Regions from separate parts of the Mus musculus genome. Here region 1 is linked to region 2. The links are chromatin contacts, called in public Hi-C maps. All regions are on one chromosome and are shown on one strand. The core of a region is the stretch at or near the end of the contact, and the rest is flanking DNA. Distances in the headings are between cores, read along the strand shown. Region 1 overlaps Mta3 (metastasis associated 3). Region 2 overlaps Eml4 (echinoderm microtubule associated protein like 4).

What was found. Hi-C and Micro-C count contacts between places; a contact is called where the count stands out from the background.
Region 1: a Hi-C map of embryonic stem cells shows a contact between it and region 2, with 3 times the contacts expected there. The contact joins two enhancer-like sites. A contact is called at or near these places in 9 of 484 Hi-C or Micro-C datasets (B cells, the G1E-ER4 cell line, LSK cells and 6 more) and 1 of 115 datasets of contacts at active chromatin or transcription factors (embryonic stem cells).

Annotation. Positions count from the first base shown.
Region 1 is chr17:83,727,918-83,731,369 of GRCm38.p6, forward strand. All of the region lies in intron 3 of Mta3 (metastasis associated 3), which reads left to right. Among named protein-coding and RNA genes, the nearest start is that of Mta3, 23 kb to the left of the region's middle. Within about 2 kb of position 1,319, at least 63 of the 459 cell types and tissues checked have an H3K27ac peak or open chromatin away from gene starts, as enhancers often do. A contact at or near this core is called in embryonic stem cells, where this site is marked.
Region 2 is chr17:83,475,614-83,478,881 of GRCm38.p6, forward strand. It overlaps Eml4 (echinoderm microtubule associated protein like 4), which reads left to right. Exons shown (of 23, transcript NM_001379374.1): 22 at 1,591-1,721; 23 at 2,093-3,268. The coding sequence ends at 2,554. Among named protein-coding and RNA genes, the nearest start is that of Gm46594, 4.2 kb to the left of the region's middle. Within about 2 kb of position 1,783, at least 6 of the 459 cell types and tissues checked have an H3K27ac peak or open chromatin away from gene starts, as enhancers often do. A contact at or near this core is called in embryonic stem cells, where this site is marked.

The DNA of each region.
Region 1 (3,452 bases), core at 69-2,568, 250 kb after region 2:
TTTCTTTTCTTTTTTTTTTCCTGTGTAGCCCTGGCTGTCCTGAAACTCTGTAGACCAGGCTGGCCTCAGACTTGGAGATCTGCCTGCCTCTGCCTTCTAAGTGCTGGAATCAAAGGTGGGCGCTACCACGGCCCAGAGGTTTCTGGCATTTTCTGCATACCACGTGTGCAGAGAGGACCTTCTGAGGGTCTCCAGGGCCTTCCTACCTGGAGCTCTGTCTTTTGATCTCTGTTTTTCCCTTTTTGGGTACTCTGCCTACCAGGTCTTACTTCTCTTTCCCTCTCTGTTCTTTCAAAATTTTTATTTAATTTAATTAATTTATTTTTATTTTATTAATTAATTAATTAATTAATTTTTTTTTTTTTTTGGTTTTTCGAGACAGGGTTTCTCTGTGTAGTCTTGGCTGTCCTGGAACTCACTCTGTAGATCAGGCAGGTCTCGGACTCAAAAATCCACCTGCCTCTGCCTCTCAAGTGCTGGGATTAAAGGTGTGCGCCTCCACGCCCGGCTATTTTATTTATTTTTATGGGTGTTTTGTCTGCATGTGTTTTAACAACATGTATACATGCCCATGGAGAGCAAAAGAGGGTGTAGGATCGCCTGGGTCTGGAGTTACAGATGGTCATGGATTGTCTGTGGGTGCTGGGAGTGGAACCCAGGGCCTCTAGAAGAGCAGCCAGTGCCCTTAACCATTGAGCCACCTCTCCATCCCCATCCCCCTTCTCTAAGAAGTCAGGTTTCCTGTCACAGGGACCTCCTTCCATCTTGCCCGCCGCATGTGCAGTAGCCTAGCATTTAAGAATTGGTGCTCTATGTCTTTTGTCTTCACTAATCAAGTGTTTTTCTTTCTAATGGTCAGGTAGATCTTGTCTCTGCTACTTCATTTGGCTAGAAACAGCAGCAGTTGTATTTTACATGTTTAATGTACGAAACACAGCGGATGGGTAAAGTGTGCAGCTCGGTGGAGTCTCACAGGTGTACATGTTATATTACAATCATTCATACGGGGACTTTTTTTTTTTTTTTGAAACAGTTTCTTTCTATGTAGTCTTGATTGTCAGGAGCTGATTCTAGAGACCGGAACTCATAGAGACCGGAACTCATAGAGACCGGAACTCATAGAGACCGGAACTCATAGAGACCGGAACTCATAGAGACCGGAACTCATAGAGACCGGAACTCATAGAGACCGGAACTCATAGAGACCGGAACTCATAGAGCCCCATCTGCTTTTCCCTCCCGAGTGCTGGGATCCTAGGTGTGCACCACCTTGCTCTGCAGGATTTCCGACTGCAGCTGGGTTGAATGAAGGCTGATGTAACTAGACGCCCTCCATTTGCATAGGAGGAACTGGAGGCTGTGTAGATGTGCTTTCTGGTTTGCTCTCCCAGGTGTGGCAGGGAAAAAAATGAGACCTTGTCAGGCCAAGCCTTAGTGCAGATAGGACCCAGGCCACCCTCACCCAAGGCTAGGGTTCTCCATGGGGATTCTCTGCTAGCATCCTCCATCTTACCTTAGGAGCTCCTGCCTGCATCGGCGTGTCTAGCACTCGCAACTCCTGATTGTGTTCGGAGCTCTTGCCTGGAATCCAGGGTGAGAGCCACAGGCAGGTATGCCTTATGCTTTGCCTGAGGTCAGGTAGGAAGGAGAGCGTGGCTTCCAGGGAAACTCGGCATGGTTTGCACTTAGATTTATCACCACTGTATTTTAGTTTATCTGAATGGTGACTGGCAACTGTGAAGAGCTTTTTGTGAAAGCATGAAGTGTTTCTTAATTATAATTATTTATATAAATTGTAATGTTTTGTGAAAATTTCATACATGAATACACTACTTATGTCATTTCCACGCCCCCTCCCACTTCTCTACCCTTCTCAACTTCACGACCTCCTTTTCTTTAACTATCATTGTTACACACACACACTCACACACACAAACACACACCCACCCTACAGAGTTCAGCTTGTGTTGCCCACGTATACATGTGTTTAGGGCTGACTGTTCAGGATTGGGAAACCTATCAGGAGGTTTTCCTTGGGACCGGATTCTCCCTTAGCGGCCACTATAGCTCTTCATCTGGGGATGAGGCTCTGATAAAATTTATCCCATCTGCTAGGCACAGTGGCACACTCCTTTGAGTCTAGCATTTAGAGCCAACGACAGGAGGATCTCCATGAGTTGGAGGCCAGCCTGGTCTACGTAGCGAGTTGCAGGACAATGAGGGGTACGTAGAGGCAATGTCTCAGAAAAGCAAAAGCAACAAAAATTTCCCATCCACATTGCGGTGTTGCCCAGAGTGGTCTTGTGCAGGCAGCCATATCATTGGGAGGATGTGGTCCAGCATCCTGTCACGCCAGGAAGACCTGTCTGGCAGCAGTTGTCCTGGTATCTAGCACTCACAGGGTTCTTTCTCCCTCCTCTGCAGTGTCCCCTGAGCTGTGGGTGTGGGGATGGCTCTGTTGATGTCCCAGTTGCTACTGGTACCGAGTCATATTTTCCTCTGGGTTTGGCCAGTTGTGGATGTATGTGATACCTTCGGTGGGCTGCACAGTGAAACTCCAGTGAGGGATGAGAGGCGCTTGATGGGGTGAAGAGAAGTATTTGTAATGTAGTCAGTCCGAAGCTGTAGTGTTTTAGAGAAATGGCTGTAGTAGGCTCTCCTCTAGGGTCTGACCTCTCCAGCTGCAGCTTCTTGGCTAGGTTTACAGTAGCAGGCATAGGTTCTCTCATTCTGAGCAGGCCTTAAGTTCAATGACATAGTTGTTGGCTGCTGTTGGGGCCGTCTGGTATGGTCAGTCATTGTTGTGGGTGGAGGAAGTCTTTACAGCTGAGTAGGGCTATTTCTTGCTTTTCTCCTTAGCAGTTTGTATGGCATCTAATAATATTATGAGAGCCAGCCCCCACGGAAGAAGGTCTTTAAAGGTCACGCCAACTTGATTTCTCCCAAGTCCTATCACCAAAGTGTGTGGTGTTTTCAGCGTAGGGTATTACTTCCAAGATCTGGGAAGCAACCAAGGGCAATAGCAATTATCTGTGTGTATTGTATTGTTCTCTTAGATTCCTTGACTAACTACTTCCGTGAGGTGTCCCATGTCTGTCACTGGGATTTTTATTAGTCTATGGCTCCTGGGAGAATATTATCACCCTGTAACAATAAAAGTATAGATGTATATGCAACATAAATACATGGACACACACACACACACACACACACACACACGGATAGGGACACATACACATGATGTAGGTATTATTAAGTAAGCTTACAAAAGAATATCTTTCAAATGTCCTTAGTGTTTATGTCCCCTCCTCTCTCCTTCTGTATCACCCTTCTTACTCCCCCACTTCAGTACCCCCGACCCTATTTTAAAATTTTAATATCTATTTATTTGTATGTGTGTACCATGTTGCTTACGTGGTGGTCAGGACAACTTTGTGGATTTGGGTCTAAAT
Region 2 (3,268 bases), core at 533-3,032:
CCTCCTCCTTCCTCCTCCTTCCTCCTCCCTCCTCCTCCCTCCTCCTTCCTTCTCCTTCCTTCTCCTTCTTCTTCTTCTTGGCATTCAGTTGTCCTAGTGCCATTTTTTTTAAAATATTAAGGTGATTTTTAGCTGATTATTATTTAAAGATAAAAGTTGGGGATTATAGGGCTGAGGAGATAGCTTATTTGGCAAAGTGCTTGCAATGTAAGCATGAAGACCCAAGTTCAGACTTCTAGCTAACATGTAAAAAATCAGATATAGATAGTAGCCTGAACTGTAATCCCATCAACAGAGAGGTAGAGACAGGTTCCTGAATGTTACTGACAGTGTTATTAGACCTCAGCTCTAATTTCCACAGCAGAGACCCTGAAGCTAAGGAGATGTTTTGTGGGTACAAACACTTTATATGCAAGCATGAAAACCTGAGTTTGAGTTTCCAGTGCACACACAGAAAGTTGATGTGGTCCTGAACATGCCTATAACTGCAGCCTTGTGTGGCCAAGGCAGGCACATCCCAGGGGCTTGCTGGGAAGCTGTTCTAGCATAAACCGTGGCTCTACCCTCTTTCCCCCTTTTAAGATTTATGTATAAAGAATATTTTGCTTGCATGTATGTAAATGTGTCATCTGCATGTCTGTGGGGGCCAGAAGACATTGATTGACTCCTCTGAAGCTGGAGTTAAAGATGATTGTGAGCCACCATGCAAGTATAGGTCCCAAACCCATTCCTGTGGAGGAGCAATCAGGGCTTAACAACTATCTCCCCAGCACACTGACTGACCCTGTCTTAATGGAACAAGGCAGAGAGGAATGGAGTAAGACTCCCAGTATCTTCCTGTGGCTTTGCATGTACCTGCCCCTGCACACTCACAAGTGTATAATACACAAATACACCTCCCCCCCACCCCCAAAAATGAATTTGTTCTCAGGACTAGAAAGGTGGACTCCTGAGTTAAAAGCATTGTGGCTTAGAATGGTTACTCTGTTCCAGGGATCAGATACCCTCTTGTGACATCTGTGATCACCAGGCACACATGTGTTGCGCTTATCCATATTGTAAGCAAACACTCATATACACACACACAAAAAAAAAAAAAAAAAAAAAAAAAATAGAATGAGCCCAAAAAATGACTGAGTAGGATTCAGCCATAGGAAGTCAATACCTCAGCTCTAATTTCTACAGTTTCTGTCTGGACTAAAAGAAGCTTGTTCACCTAGACCAAGATGACCCCACCTCAGAGTAACTTGCTAAGTATATTGGTATGCCTTCTCTTCTAACACAATTCTGTAGGATATAGCACACTAAACAATGTCTGCCTAGGCCCTTCCATGAGAACATTTTTTGAAGGCGCTCACCTACCAGGAAGGGAGCACTTAGTCCTAACCCTTTGCTGACAGAGCGCCTCTGCTTTCCTCTCTACAAGGAACTGATGGCGTCTCCTAAGCAGCTTGTTGTAGAAGCAGGTCACAGTGAGGCTAGTTTCTTGGCACCGCCTGTTGCTTCTTGCTGACTAGGACTGGCTCTGTGTGGCTTGGCTTGAGGTGTTTGGGTGTGTGAAGCGTCAGTTACGTTTTCGTGTTTCTCTAGGGGTGTGGCCGGAAGGGTCCGATGGAACAGACATCAACGCACTGGTTCGATCCCACAACAGAAGAGTGATCGCAGTGGCCGATGATTTCTGCAAAGTTCATCTCTTTCAGTACCCCTGCTCCAAAGCCAAGGTCAGCTCTCTTGGTGATGTGCTGCACAACACACCCTTGCCCCGTTTCCCCTTTGTCATGCTAGAGGATGGGCGATTCTTAGTGTCCTGTTGTTTCTTTCTGAGTCAGGATCTTTTAGCCTTGAGTTCATAGCACTCCTCCTGCCTTTGACTCACAGGTACCATTACAGGAGTGCACTTCCAGACTCTCATTCCTTTTAAAGAAATAAAAAAGGAAGCTCTTCCCAGGTCCGTTCCTCAGCTCTGATGTCTCCTAGCACAGATATAAATGAACCTGTTTTCATAATCTGACTTAATCTCCCTGGTCATCTCTATTGCTGTGAGCAGGCATGTAAAAATGAGTTTAATTTTCCCATCTGATTTATTTTCTAGGCTCCCAGTCACAAGTACAGTGCCCACAGCAGCCATGTGACCAACGTCAGTTTTACTCATAATGACAGTCACCTAATTTCAACTGGTGGGAAGGATATGAGCATCATTCAGTGGAAGCTTGTGGAAAAGTTACCTGTGCCTCAAAACGAGGTCATAACAGACGCCAGTGTGACCAAAACCCCTGCCTCTTCCTCTGAAACTGCCAGGCCGTCTAACTCTCCTCCACTGCCTCCTTCTCTACCGTTAACTGGGACGGCTGAAGAGGAAAGCAGGATGGGCAGCTCCCCCACACTAGTGGAGAACAGCCTGGAGCAGATCGCAGAGCCCAGCGAGGAGCAGAGCGAGTGGGGTAGCGAAGACCTTGGTGTGGTGATTGATGAAGAGCCTGCTAGTGAGTTAAGTGAGACACAGGGAGCAACTGAGCTGCCTGAGGAGGAGCGAGGCATAACACCCCTGTGCTAAAACCCAGGCTGCAGGGCTCCTCTGCCACCCGTGACCCCGTGACGTGATGGGGCCAGGTAACGGGCCGGGCAGTGGTGAGGTCACTGTGAATGGAGGTTTGTTTCCCATGAGATCGGACACTGTCCGCAGTCCGATATGCCACCAGTGAGCTAGAGCAATCCAGGAGACTGTTTGGTAGATGTTCACAACTTCACCAAACTTAAATAGCAGGAGGAGACTGGCAGGTGAGTGTGTCCAAGAAATCCACATTTGTGCTGCAGATACTGGAAACCAAACTGCAGCTGCAGCCATTGGAAGAAACCTGTTACCTGAATGCGATTTCCTCCATTTTCTCAACAGCTGGAGGCCTCTCAGGCACCATCGCTCGAGTGGCTGCTGGCTCTCAAGCTGCCATTTTTTCCTGATGCAAAAAATGAAAGCAGGCAAAAGTGCTGTCATTGTGATACCGTCCCACTCAGATGTCTAACGGGAGCTTGCTTAAGGGGAATGTTAGCATTGCCAAGTGCGATGGTGTTGCCTTTCCATGGGATATTGCATTTTCTTACACTACCCGAGATGTCCAGACGTGCTTGGTAGGAGGCTACTCCCTAGGTGCTGCCTTTCTAAGTTCTGACGAGGAGCAGCCCTCAGTGGCTTGTGTACAGATTGCTCTATCCCAGAAGCAAGCCTTGGTTTGTTGAAGAGCTTTTCATGTATAGTAAACCATGATTCTGA